3 separate regions of the Sus scrofa genome follow, and all the other regions are linked to region 1. Evidence: chromatin contacts called from public Hi-C and HiChIP or PLAC-seq data. All regions are on one chromosome and are shown on one strand. The core of a region is the stretch at or near the end of the contact, and the rest is flanking DNA. Distances in the headings are between cores, read along the strand shown. Region 1 holds the start of UIMC1 (ubiquitin interaction motif containing 1). Region 2 holds the start of TSPAN17 (tetraspanin-17). Region 3 holds the start of RNF44 (RING finger protein 44).

What was found. A called contact is a pair of places that touch in the nucleus more often than the background predicts. HiChIP or PLAC-seq counts read pairs in DNA pulled down with a chosen protein or histone mark.
Region 2: an H3K27ac HiChIP or PLAC-seq map of alveolar macrophages shows a contact between it and region 1. The contact joins the promoter of TSPAN17 here to the promoter of UIMC1 in region 1. A contact is called at or near these places in 4 of 5 promoter capture datasets (fetal liver, fetal skeletal muscle, liver and 1 more), 27 of 47 Hi-C or Micro-C datasets (adipose tissue, alveolar macrophages, blood and 14 more) and 2 of 2 datasets of contacts at active chromatin or transcription factors (alveolar macrophages and skeletal muscle).
Region 3: a Hi-C map of epiblast stem cells shows a contact between it and region 1, with 4 times the contacts expected there. The contact joins the promoter of RNF44 here to the promoter of UIMC1 in region 1. A contact is called at or near these places in 1 of 47 Hi-C or Micro-C datasets (epiblast stem cells) and 1 of 2 datasets of contacts at active chromatin or transcription factors (alveolar macrophages).

What each region holds. Positions count from the first base shown.
Region 1 is chr2:80,892,425-80,896,915 of Sscrofa11.1, reverse strand. It overlaps UIMC1 (ubiquitin interaction motif containing 1), which reads right to left and starts at 1,285. Exons shown (of 15, transcript NM_001097447.2): 1 at 1,111-1,285. It overlaps ZNF346 (zinc finger protein 346), which reads left to right and starts at 1,339. Exons shown (of 7, transcript NM_001244480.1): 1 at 1,339-1,554. The coding sequence starts at 1,380.
Region 2 is chr2:81,273,485-81,278,089 of Sscrofa11.1, reverse strand. It overlaps TSPAN17 (tetraspanin-17), which reads left to right and starts at 1,478. Exons shown (of 9, transcript XM_021084419.1): 1 at 1,478-1,732. The coding sequence starts at 1,646. It overlaps EIF4E1B (eukaryotic translation initiation factor 4E type 1B), which reads left to right. Exons shown (of 7, transcript XM_021084422.1): 7 at 886-1,004. The coding sequence ends at 928.
Region 3 is chr2:81,371,038-81,375,552 of Sscrofa11.1, reverse strand. It overlaps RNF44 (RING finger protein 44), which reads right to left and starts at 3,126. Exons shown (of 11, transcript XM_013994879.2): 1 at 3,087-3,126.

The DNA of each region.
Region 1 (4,491 bases), core at 36-2,535:
CAAGATGCTGGGGATTCAGCTGAGAGCAAAATAAACAAAAATCTCTGCTCTCCTGGGGCATGCCTTCTAGTGGGGAAACAATAAACAAGATTAAAACAATACCATATCTGATAACAGTCAGTGTTAAGGAGAAAAAAAAAAAGCAGGAAAGGAGGATATGAAGTGTATGTGGAGGGGCAAAATTTCAGCTAGGACAGCCAGAGAAGGAAATAAAGAGAAGAGCCACAAGGCTATATGGGGAAAAGGCCAGGATAACTGGGACAGGAATGAAGGGGCTGGAAGCTAACACAACAGGAGATGAGGTCAGGGAGGTTAAGAGAAGTCATACTGTATAGGCCTTACTGGCTAAACCAAGGACTTCGACTTTTACAAAGAGTAAGATAGGAAGGTTTTGGAGAATTTCAGCGCCGGGGTGCCACCATGTGGCTTGTTAAAAGAGGATCTCTGAGAGTTCCCCATGTAGCTCAGCGAAAAAGAACCTGATCAGGATCCATGAAGATGCGGATTTGATCCCTGGCCTCGCTCAGTGGGTTAAGGATCGAGTGTTGCTGTGAGCTGCGGCGTTGGTCGCACAAGCGGCTCAGATCCTGAGTTGCTGTGGCGTAGGTCAGCAGCTGCAGCTGCAGCTCTGATTCAACCCCTAACCCCGGAACTTCCATATGCAGCAGGTGTGGCCCTAAAAGACAAAAATAAATAAATAAATAAAATAAAAGAGGATCTCTGGCGCTGCTGTTTTGGGAGAATACCTGAGGGATAAACGAAAGGGCCGGTGAGGATGCTAAAATAATTGTCGCGCGAGAGAGTGCTCGGAAAGACTGAAGAAGGAGCAGACGCAGCGGTTGGAATAAATTTCAGCTTGTGACAGTTACGTTGGAGTACAGTTTAGCAGGAAGACTAGGCTGGGGGTTAGTACCTGGAACTCAAATGGTATGTAATATTAATAGTAATCGAATCATGGAAATGGACAACCAGCTCTACCACTTACTAGGAACGAACTCTTGAGTAAGCCATTTTTAAGTTCTGGGCCTCAGTTTCCCTACTAGTGAAACAAATATATTCCCACATAACAGGGCTTTCATGAGTATGAAACGAGAAGTGTCAAAAGCTGACCGTGAGCAATGTGAGAAACCTGAGCCAAGGACTGCACGAGCCTGTCCCGGAGGGAGGGGGCTGCCGTGGAAGCCGCGACCAACTCCACTCACAACCTCCGATGTCCGAGCAGCAGCGTTGAAAAGGTAGCCGCTCTCCCGCACTGTAACGTAGTCTGCGGTGCCCAAACCTCGCGAGATTTGTAGGCCGGGCAAAGTCACCCTCCCACCCACATCTCGCGAGACCCACGTTCCTGAGCGGCTATCGGCAGGTTAGAGCTTGCGGGGAAGATGGAGTATCCCGCGTTGGGCTCAGTGGAAGCAGCGGACAGCGGCGTGGCCCAGCTATACAACAGCTCGGAGGAGCGGGAGGGCCGGGAGCTGGATGCGCTGCGCTTCGACCGCGAGAGGGCGCGCCGCCTCTGGGAAGCAGTGTCCGGGGCCCAACCAGTGGGGAGGGAGGCAGGTGAGTCCGGGGGTCTCAGAGGCAGGAATCCCCTCGCCCGCCTGTTCATTTCCTCGGGAGTGGCGGAAGCGCGGGGCGAGAATGCGGATCAGCCCCCGGGTCTACGGTCACACCCCCTGGCGCCCGACCTGTCCCCTTGCGCGACGCGCCCCGGGACTCCCTTGACTCGTGCACCCCACCTGGGCCCGAGCGCCGTGGGTAGCTCCACTGAAAATCGAGACCGCGGCACCCCAAGAATCGCGTGCAAATGATCAAGGGCCTTTTCATGCTCGGGCGTGGGATTCTTTCCCCCGCCTTCTTCATGCACCAGAGCGCATATCTTCCTAAACTCCAGGACTGGAATCATCTGGGCGTGCCGTCATCACCGTCTCAGATCTGCAGAACCTTCCTCGCCTGGCCAGACTCTTAGCCCTTTCACTATACCAATCTCCAGGTTTCCCGGTCCTAGTGTCTCTTGCCTCCCTTCTCATGCCCTACACTTCCGAGGGCCCTAGAAGGCCTTACACCATTGTCCTTCCTGGACTTGGTGACCGAGCCCTGGCCTACCCCCTGCTTCTTGATATCTCTTGTCTCCACCAGCTGGGTCCCTTTTCAGAGATGTGGGCCAGGAGCCTGAGAACCTGACCAGGATATACTTTGACTCCAGCTTCTTTGTATCCCAGTGTTGTGGAGAACAGGATACACAAGGCTACCCAGGGGGCCACTTCTGGACTGAAGCTTCCCAGGTTGACTTGGCACTGAGTAAGATGGAGTAGAAAAAGGAGGATGGAAAAAGCTGCCCTGACCCTGCTATGTGACACCCTTCACAGTCAGCAGAGCTATCTGCTTAACTAACCCAGAAGTACACAAACTGGGCCTTTGTGCTAATCCTGTCAGGTAATCTGCAGGGAAATCAGATTTCTCTAAAGGCTTGTTTACTTGCTGAGCAGACTAATTTTGGAAAGTAAATATGTTGCTTGTGAACTGATTGCCCTGGGATAAATGGAATTTTTGTCTAGGAAGATGTTTAAATTTGGAGTGGTATGCAGACCTATACCCTGATGAATATTTCTTAGTCCAGTCTGACTCTTAAATTAGTATAGAGCACCTGTCTCCTTCATCCTCATACATTCAAATGTATTTAGCACAAAGTTGCCTCTCCTCCGCCCTCAACCTCAGCAATTTTCCTTTCATTCATTTGACATTCACTGACACCTGCTCTGTTCTCAAGACTGGCTGTCCTCAGAGCCACAGAGATGAGGAAAATACTGTCCTTGTCCTGAGGAGCTTGTAGTCTAGTCCAGGAAGCAGACACCAAAACAGTTGCAGTATAATGTAGTGGATGCACTAAAGAGGAATATCTAAGAGTTGAAGGTGCACAAAGAGGAAGTGACCTTTGTCCTCAAGGAACAGAGAAGGCATACCCTGAAGCAGAGAACACAGCATCTGTGTGCTGAAAAGTGAACTGTCTGTGTGTGCACACTGTCACTTTGAACATTTCTCTCCTTTCCTCACTTTGTCCAATAATTTATCTGAGGTCTAGGTAGATAACCTGTAATACCAAGTCCTACTCAACTTGGTTTTTTGTTTTTTCTCTTAGCACTTTCATTGAGTTATAATTTACCTACCATAAAATTCACCCATTATAACTGTACAATTCAGGAGTTCCCGTCGTGGCGCAGTGGTTAACGAATCCGATTAGGAACCATGAGGTTGCGGGTTCGGTTCCTGCCCTTGTCAGTGGGTTAACGATCCGGCGTTGCCGTGAGCTGTGGTGTAGGTTGCAGACGCGGCTCGGATCCCGCGTTGCTGTGGCTCTGGCGTAGGCCGGTGGCTACAGCTCCAATTGGACCCCTAGCCTGGGAACCTCCATATGCCGCGGGAGTGGCCCAAGAAATAGCAACAACAACAACAACAACAACAACAAAACAAAAGACAAAAGACAAAAAAAAAAAAAATAACTGTACAATTCAGTGATTTTTAGTAAAACTATGGGGTTGTATGGCACTAATCTAATTTAGAATATTTCTGTCACTCCAGTTAGTTCTTTTGTGCCGCTTTACATTAAATCTTCACTTTCACCTCCTCCTGTAGGCAACCACTAGTTTTTTTCTGTCTCTGTAAATTTGCCTTTTCTGGACTTTTCGTATAAATGGAATCATATATATGTAGTATTTTGCATTTAGCTTCTCTCACTCAATATGTTTGGTTTTGGTTTTGGTTTGTCTTGCCCGTGCCTGTGGCATGTGGAATTTCCTGGGCCAGGGATTGAACCCGCATCACAGCAGCTACACAAGCCACAGCAGTGACAGCGCTGTATCCTTAACCCACTGAGCCACCACAGAACTCCGTCACTCAGCATATTTTGAGGTTAAGCCAAATTGTAGTGTGTATTAAAACTTCATTCCTTTTATTGCTAAATAGACTTTCATTGAATAGATCTTGCTTTTTTTAATCCTCTAATAATCTCTGCCTTTTGAGTGGGCTATTTAGACTATTCACATTTGATTTAGTTATTGATAAGGCTAGATTTACTGGCTCTGCTTCACTGACCTTGTGAAAATTAACCCTGTACTTCACATTCTAGATCTCTCCGCCTCTGCCCCATCCTCTGCTTATCTACTATAGGGATACAAATTAAATCCTGTAAATCAGTTGCCTTCTCATAAGAGCTGAAAGATAGAAATGCTGTGAAGATCATATTCCTATGGCTGTTGGCTATAGTTACTATCAAGAAAGGTCATGGAAGGAGTTCCTGCTGTGGCATAGTGAGTTAAGAATCTGACTGCAGCAGTAGGGGTTACTGTGGAGGCACAGGTTTGATCCCTGGTATGGTGGGTTAAAAGGATCCAGCATTGCTGCAGCTGAGGTATGGTAGGTCGTAGCTGCAGCTCAGATTCAGTCCCTGGCCCAGAAACTTCCATATGCCACAGGCATGGCCATAAAATAAACAAATAA
Region 2 (4,605 bases), core at 229-2,728, 380 kb before region 1:
GGTGCTGGGCTGAGGGCAGACGGCATGGTTTTCACCTATCTTGGAGTGTATATGAACATTCTTTAATGTGAGTTGGGGCCCAGGCCTAGGGGCAGCTCGGGTGGGTAGGGGCAACCTGAGGGCCAGGGCAGCACAAAGGTGGCCTTGTTTCAACCCTGGGGGTGGGTTGGGTAAACTGGGGTGAAGTGAGTCACGGGGTGGGGGGCTCATCTGCAGGTGGAAAGATAACAGGAGCAAATCCTAGGATCCAGAGCTTCCTTGGTGCCCCTACCTGGGGGAAGCAGGCCAGGTGGCCTGAGGGCCAGACTCTTCCATTTTGGGGGAGGGAGCTCACTGACACCCTGAGAGCTAGTGCTCAGGGACGGGAGTCTCTTGAGTGATCATTCTGCTTTTTCAAAACTTTCATGGTTGCTTCCATGAGATTTGCAGCCTTGGAGCCCACCCTGTGTCCCACACCTTCCAGCAGCCAGCTGAGTATGGGTTCCTAGTTTATGGGGGGTGGGGGTGGATGAAGGCCTGACCCAGGAGAGGAGGCCGTGGTGGTCAGGCCTTCTACTAGACATGGATTAACTGAAAGGTGATGGAGCTTAAGCCCCTTTCTGTACCTATTCTAAATAAATACTTTTAAACAAAATAAATTATTTTGAGGGCTCTGAAATTAAGATTTCCCCAAACCTTGATCTGTTCCAGTCCTGCCTTGAGAGGGCTCCTGTGAAAAACTTGGGTACCAAGCAGCCTGAGTAGGGCCTAAGCTGGTACAGAGGAGAGGGGTTAGACGCGGAATGGGGGTGGGTGTCAACCACCAAAGGGGTTTGACCCAGGAGATGCAGTGTATGCCCTTGGCAAAACCGAAGCAGCGGGGAACAACAGGTGTAGTCTTCACAGGACCCAGGTGTCATCACTTCTGAGTTTGAACCAGAAGAAGTAGAACTGAATTTCGTCCAATGAGAAGCGCTTGTGATTCGACTCCACTGTAATAAAACATCCTGCATGTGTGCTAAAAACACCGTCAACATAGCCATCCTTTACCATCCTCCACTCGCTCAGGAGAGCAGTGGTTACTCCTCTCCAGGGTTGGGCATTGACAGCAAAGCCGGGGATTGGGGTGGCCCTGGTACCGAACTCTGCGATATGGGAGGAACTGAGGTGGGAGGAATTGAGGCTCTTTCCAGCTTGCGGCTTGCGGCGCCCTCAGCAGGTGTCTCAGGTGGGTCTGAAGCGGGAGTCCGCAGCAGCGGCCGGCCAAAGGGGCGGAGTCAGGCCTAGAGGCGGAGCTCCGAGGGGTCTGAGTCGTGGGGGAGGGTCTGGGCCTGGGGTGGTGCCTTACAGGAGCGGGCCTGGAGAGAGGTCCAGGGGCGGGGCTCCAAGTGGAGGGTGGCAGAGTAGGGCTGGGGGCGGAGGCGGAGGCAGGCCTAGAGTCAGGGCTCTGGGGGGAACCTAGTGAGGGGCGGTCCGGGTGCCGGGGGCGGTCCCTGAGGGGCGGTCCCTGCTGGGAGGGCGGGGCCCGACCGGCGCTCTGTGCGGCAGAGGCCATGAAGCCGCAGCCGCCGGGCTAGGCCCCGGGCGGCTCTAGCCCAGGGCGGCCCGCGGAGGGCTGGGCCTAGCCCCCGGCTCCGGTTCCCGGGCCGGCGGGCGGCCTCTCACCATGCCCGGCAAGCACCAGCACTTCCAGGAACCCGAGGTCGGCTGCTGCGGGAAATACTTCCTGTTTGGCTTCAACATCGTCTTCTGGGTGAGCGCTGGGTGGGTTCTGGGCCCTGTGCTGGGGATGCCAGGAGAAGGGGGCTCAGGCCCTTACTAGGGGGAGACCGCGCTCTGCCACAAGGACTTGGGACCGTCTCCCCACTCTTTCCTCCCACTCCCACCTCCACACCCACCCCCAGGACCACCCGAAGGAACTGCGTTGAGGCCTGGATTGCAGGGGGCGGGTCTCAGCCACTGCGGTACTGGGCGGGGAGGGGTAGTCTTCCGGGGTCTTCCTAAGACCTGACAGAGACAGGGTCCTTGAGGACCCCCACGGCCACGCTTGGTGCAGGTGGCCTCCTATCCCTACCAGCCCCCTTGCTACTCTGGGATGTGGGGGGTGCACAGGGCCCCACCCCTGGTTTTGCTCATAGGGAGGAGAGCCTCCATGGTTGGATCCACTCCCCTGCCACTTTACCTTTCCAGCACCTGGGCCTGCTGCTTTGCCTTAAGCTCCTACAAAGAGGGCTAGGTCAAAACCTCCTCCCGTCCCCCAACTAAGAGGCTTGTGGTCAGGGAGGGCCAATCGCCCTAGTTCTCAGCCAGGGCCAGTGGGATATCCCCTGATGAGAAGCCAGGAGAGCCAGCCCTGGGGAACAGATTTCAACATTCCACTGCTGACCAAACCTAGGCTTTGGAGCCAGGCTGCCCCTGTCTGGAGAAGGGAGCTGCTGGTGCCCCTCCCAGGGTGGCATCTGTGCCCCTGGGCCCTGCCAAGTCATCTTTCCCTTTTCCCTCCCCCATCCCATCTCTCCAAGGCTACTTGCTGCCTCTGCAGTCTCTGCTTCTGTTGCCTTGGGTCAGAATGCCAGGCCCATTCATTTTAGTTCAGCAGGACTCAGTGGCACTACCCTCTACCCACATGCCACTCATGAAGTGTGGTTGTCCCTTGGCCTCAGCAGTGCCTAGATCTCAAGGGTGGGGGCCATGTGCAAAGAGCACTGGAGGGGGCAGTCTGGGACTCTGGGTGCAGCAGGCCTAGCTGTGACACTGTGAGCAAGTTACTTCTCTCTGGGCCTCAGCTTCCCGGCCAGCGGGTGGGTGAAAAATGAAGTCTGTCCCTCAGGGCTATCAAGCAGATTAAGTGAATTATAACTTACTGTATTCTTGCAGCTACTTTATTATGATCTACATTTTACAGGCAAGGGAACAGGCACAGAGAGGTTAAGTCACTTAACCCAGACTCACAGAACCAGTAAGTGCAGAGCCAAGGTGACAGGGAGCCCCCAGATGTCAAGGGGGGAGAGGTATGAGTGATCCAGACTTGTTTAAGAGGCTGAGGAGCCAGAGTGTGAAAAACCCCAGGACTTGGCAGAGAGTTTGTGTTTTATGTTCAGGGCAGTGGGGAACACTGAGGGCTTTGGTGCTGGGTGATGGGTCTGCTCTAGCTTTTGTACTGGAGGCAGATGTGTCTGGCTGCCATGGGTGAGTGAGGGGCAGGGCTTGGAGGTAAGGAGACCAGGGAGGAGGGCTGGTGCAAAGCTGGGGTGGGTGGGAGCGAGGAGGAAGGCTCCAGGGGGAGTTATGAGGCCTCATTTCCAGGACGAGGCCCCTTGGGGGTTTGGGTTTGGATCAAGGTGGCCTGAAGGAGGTACCTGTGAAACAGGCCCAGGGGTTTGCTTGTTTGTTTTAGTTGAAAGCAGACCCTGATGTCACCCTGCTAAACCTTGCCATTTTTTTCTCGCTAGAATACAGTCCAGACTCCTCCCTGTGGCCCACAATACCCTGTGGGGTCTGGCCCTGCTACCTGTTCAGTTTGTCTCTTGCTTCACCAAACACGATCTTAAAGGCCTTTGCCAGTCCTTCTGCCTGGAATTCTCTACTCCTCAATACGCCTTTCCATCACTCAGACCTCATTGAAAATGTCATCACCACGTTCCCACCACCCCAGTCACTCCCCATGGCATCACCCTGTTTGATTTCTTTAAAGGCTCTGTTGGTATTGGAAATTACCTTGCTTGTTCACTGTGGATTTCCCCACTGGAGTGTAAACTTCATGAGGGCTGAGAGCTCATGTGTCCTATTCACTGATGTATATCTGGCACTTGGAACGGAGCCTGGAATGTGGAAGTGTTTGCAGCAGGCAGGGGGATGAAGGGCTCTAGAGCCAGGGAGAGGTTCAGGTGGAGATCATGAGATGCCAGTGTCATGATGGCGTGAAAGGTGAGTGAGAGGAGAGGGTAGAGGCCAAAGGGGGAACCTGGTGGGGGAGGGAGTAGCCATGTGCACAGTTGCGCAGGTGAAGCAGAGCTTTGTAGGAAGGAGGCTGAGAAAAGGGGCGGGAGGGAGGAATGGCCTTGCATTAACCATGGAGAAATTCAGGAAAGATAAAGTAGTGATCGTGATCCTTCCCTCTCTGAAGGCTGTGGGTGGATCAAGTGGGATGAGGCAGAAGTGGTGTTTGGTTTCACATCCCAGATCCAGTGTAGGGGAAGGAAGGAAAAATATTTCTAGAAAAGAGTACAGCAGTGGGAGGAGCCTGAGGTCAGAGAGGGGAAGGAGCTAAAGGTGGCTGTTCAGGAGTGGAGTTGACTGAGGCTCTGTGCTTGCTGCGGGGGGATGGGGGCTGTGGAGAAAGCAGGTGGGAGGGGGAGGTCTGAAGAGGTGCAGTCATGGCCTTTGGCTTGGGCAGGAGGGGTGCTTTCCCCCTGAGACTAGCCTCGGGCATCTGGCTTCAACTTGTCAGGGTCTTCCCAGTAAGGAAATGAGGTGCGATAGTGGAGGGCATTTAGAAGGCCAAGGCTGGGGCCCCTCTGCTGATCCTGCTCTGCATCAGGATTCCTTGTCATTCAGGGGTCTTGGGCTGTGAACTACAAGAAGGGACTCTGCCAGATGGAGGTTGAAATGGTGGGACAAGCATGG
Region 3 (4,515 bases), core at 1,877-4,376, 480 kb before region 1:
TGGCCAAAGCCTGCTCAACCTTTGGGGCTCAGCTCAAAGGCTGCCTCCTCGAAGCCTCTCCTGGTCTGTCTTCTGGCTTCCTTAGTATACAGCATGGCTGTTATCAACCGCATAAGGACAGCACAAAGTATTGCCATGGGACTGCTGCCTCTATCCCCAGCAGTGGGTGCCCAAGGAAGGGGTTCTGGAGTGCCCTTCCTTGCCCCTGATGCTTCAGGGCCAGGAAGGCCCTGACCTGCCTTTGCTCATGCCTGACTCTGTGGGAGGCCCTCAGTAAATCCCGACAGCCCCTCAGGGTTCCCCCCAGGGCCAGAGGCCAATAATGCATCCCCTCTATTCTTCTGGCCGCACCCAAGGCATATGGAAGCTCTAGGGCCTGTGCCACCACAGACAACTTGGGATCCTTAACCCACTACACCACAGTGGGAACTCCAACACATCTCCTGACCTGAAAAAACTCCCTGGGCACAGGCAGGATCTCTCTGGAGCAAGTGGTTAATTTTACCAGATTTCCCAGAGAAGCCAGAAATCTGGACTTTCCTCTCAGGCTCATTGACAAGTCTTATGCTTTGGAATCCCACCCTTGAAGGCAGGTTCTGTTACTTTCTTACAGATGAGGAAAATGGCTCAGGAAGTGTGGCCCAGTAGGCTCTAGCAACCACAGGTGGGGGTGGTTCACTCCCGCCCAGGCATCTGCCTCGAAATTCTGTGGAGAAATGAGGGTTCTAGAGTTTCCTGCATGATCTGGGCAAGTCCCACCCTGATCACCATCTCATTGGTCCTCCCAATGACCTAGGAGCTACGTACCAGTGTTTGCTCCATTTTACAGATGAGGAAGCTTGAGAAAGAGGGGAATATGACTCGCCCACTGTCACAGAGCCTTCAAGGGGCAAACCTGGGGTCGCATGTTAATCTAACATTAAACTTGACTCATACAACACAAACACCAAGACAGGGTCCCCAAGCGTTGCTCAATAATCAAAAGCACAGATGTCCTTGGGGCAGGAGACCTTGAAGGCCCCTGAGACAGGTGGCTCCAAATCACAGAGTGGAAGAGTGGCAGAGAAGGATGCAAATCTTAGTCCCTGGAGTGCAAAGCACTGGATGCTACATTCCAGCTTCCACCCCCCAAGCCTCCTCCACAGATGGGAGGGATTCTGCACAGGCAGGAAGAAGGCGGGGTCACGGGTTCCTGCTGGGGCCCTCCCCTGCTCCATGAGCCTACCTAAGAGCCTGGACAGCTGGCTGCCTCCTTCCCTACATCATGGTCAGAAAGTACTCCACTCTTTTCTTCTAAGACCCCCTCAAAACCTCCTCCAGATGCAGGGGCCAGTAGCCTTCCAAAGAGGAGCTGGCAGAACAGAGACTGAAAGACCATCCAGGGACACACAGCACAGCCTAGTAGCTCAGAGCATGGACCTCCCAGTGACCACAGAGCAACAGACCTGAGTCCAGAGTCTCATACTCTAGGATGGGGACTGATAGGCTCCCTGCCAAGTCCTCTCTGCTCAGGGCAGGGAGGCACCCTGAACATCCCTGAGCCCCAAGCTCTGGCTCCCCTAAAAAGTAGAAGTTGTCTGTGCATAGGGTGGGAGGATGGGGTGTGTGTGTGAAGGTGTTCCCAGGTCTGGGCTCAGGTCTGCAGCCCTCTGGCACCAGCTCTGAGACTTGGTCAGCCATGTGGCCTCACTCCAGTTATACATTCTCAGTCTGTCATCTATAAAATCAGGATGATGAGGACACTACTGATAGATATTTACTGAGCACTTAGTGTGTGGAGCAATGCTGTTCATCTCCTATAGGCTACTGAGGCGGCAGGCATACAACGATGGTTAAAAACAGAGCCTCTGAAGCCAGCCCACTTGAGCTTGGACCCTGGCTCTGCCTTTCAACATCTTGGTGACCTTGAGGAAGTCATCGCCTCTGTGAGTCTGCCCAGGTGTAAAATGGGAGTGACTGTACCTACCTCAGTGAGTCATTAGTGGCTCTGACTGTGTGTGAACCTTCTGTGGTACCTGCCTAACTTTCTGGGTCAGGGTCTGAACTTGAATGCTTGAGGTTTGAGGGTATGGCATTGGGAGGGGCTCCCATATCTGACTCCCTCCCCTGTGTAGGTCTCACCACTGGATCTCAGAGGGTCTGCAGAGGAAGGAGCAGGTACTGTCACATCATCCAAAGATGAAAATCGGGGGCTGCGAGAGTGGGGGAGCCTGGCAAATCCAGAGAGATGAGTCCAATCGAATTCTCCGTTTTCCCTCCATCTTAAGTGTCTTGCCTACTCCAAGGCCAGCTTCCTACGCCCACATCGCCTTCTAGGCCCCCGGCAACATCTCCACTCGGGCTCAAAGGCCCTCAGCTGTGTGACCTTGGCAAGACACAGACCCTCTGGAACGCCCACCTTTCTACACCCTCAAAGTAGTAACGACGCAGCTGGCATGCTGTGGTCTGTTCCTCAGAGGCAGAGCCACTCCGGGGCAGGGTTCGGGTCGCTCTGGATTTCAGGGGCTGGGACATGGAGCACTGGAAAAGTGTTTGGGACAGACGTGACGAGACCAAAGAGCTGCTGCTCTGCCTGGACGCCAGGGCCCCAGCCGAAGCCGAAACCCGCCAGCGGATGTGAGAGGGGCATGCGCGGGACGCAGGGCACGCTGGGAGTTGCTGTTCCCAGGCGCTCCGCATACTGGGGCACTTGGACCTGGCGGGCGAAGGGGCTCTGGCGCCAGGTTCGGAGACAACGAGCTGTGGCCCTGCGGAGGCAGGCAGCGGCCTCACTGGAAGTCCCTGCGCTACCCTGCCAGCCCGCGGCCGCCCCCTATCGCTCCGTCCTCGCTGGCCCCGCGCCTGGGGAGCACGGCGTAGGGTTCAGGCCGGGGGTTACCTGGGGCCGCGACGGGGCTCCACCCCCACCGAGCGGCCGGCGCGTCGCTCCCGCTGCAGCCGGGGGTCCCGGTCCCGCTACGGCTCGAACGCCGCCGGCCGCGGCAGCCCCTCAGGCCTCACAGGCCCCACACAGTGGAACCGTCCACGGACTTCTTCACCTGGGCGCGCGCGCCCGCGCGCGCGCGGAGCCCACACCAGCTGCGTACCTTTACCCTCGCTCCCGCGCGCGCGTGTGGAAGTACCTGGACTACACCAAACGCGCGGGAGCGGAGGGTGGGAGGAGGCGGGGCGTGATTCGGCCACGCCCATTCGGTGTCCAGCCGCAAAGGGCGCGCAAGGACGAAGCGTCCAGGGCCTGACAGACCAGCTTCCACCTTATTACCCGTGTGACCTTGGATGTGTGACTAAATAGGAAAGATAATAATGACTCCGTGGCCGTTTAAAGAACCTTCGCTTCGCGGACAGTTTTTTCTGCTCCCCCAAGCCTCGGAATTTTGTGGGTTAGTCAGGTATCGATATACAAAGAGCAAAGACTGGGGCCCGCAAAGCTTGGTTTCTCACTATGAATCATTCTCTGAGCTTCAGTTTCCTCGGTCTGTGAAATGGAAGCGATAATACCGCCTTCCAGAGGTAGGGAGACTCTAGTGACAAAAGAACGCCTATATCCATCGCTAGAGCCTGGACCACAGCCGATACTTGTTCAGGCCAGGCATCCGCAGTCCCAGAGGGGATCCCAGCAGCCTGCATCCGTGGGTATAATTAGCCCGAGAGGACTACGACTCCCAGCGCGCCCCACTCCCGCAGGGTCTTGCCGGGAATTGTAGTCTCTGCATGTCTTGACTCTCAGAGGCTGGCGCCAGGAGGACCCTTTTTCTCAACCTAGAACTTGGCACTTCTGAGGAGGGCTGTTTTAAGCCCGCTGCCTCGAAGCCGACTTATTTTTTAAAGTTTATATTTGTTGAGCTCTTCCCATGTGCTAAGCAATGTTCTAAGTGCTTAACATAAATTAACTTAGTTGTTACCTTAATGTCCAGCAACCCAGTGAAGAAATATTTTTATTGTCCCTCTTTTGTAGATTTGAACCCTGAAGCATAGCGAGCTGAAAGGATTTTGCTAGGAAGTGACAGGGCCCAGGATTTCTTCTCAGGTCCGATATCCAGAGCCTGCTTTCTGCCTCACTCTGGCTCATCCTTTAAATAAATGGTTTTGTTTTGTTTTGTTTTCTCTTTCTTTTTAAAATAGGAACTACATTAAAGCCTAATTCAGGATGTACTTTGTAACTGTACAGTAAAATGCAAAAGTCTCATGCGTATAGCTTAGTGCAGTCTTCATAAATGTATACCTCTGTATTAACAAAAATCCAGTCAAGATCTAGAATATTTTCAGTCACTCCAGAAAGTTCCTTCTTGGCCCCTCCAAATCAGCTTCCTCCGGATGTTAACTGTTGATCTGGTTCCTATCACTGTAGATTTGTTTTCTGTGCTTAGAACTTCGTGTCAATGGAATGGCTGGCTGTATAAATTCTGTCTTCTTTCCTTCTGCATCAAGTTTTTGAGATCCAATCTGTTGCATTTGTCTGTCCTCCCCACCCCCAACTTTATTGCAATCTAATTTACATATAACATTATGTAAGTT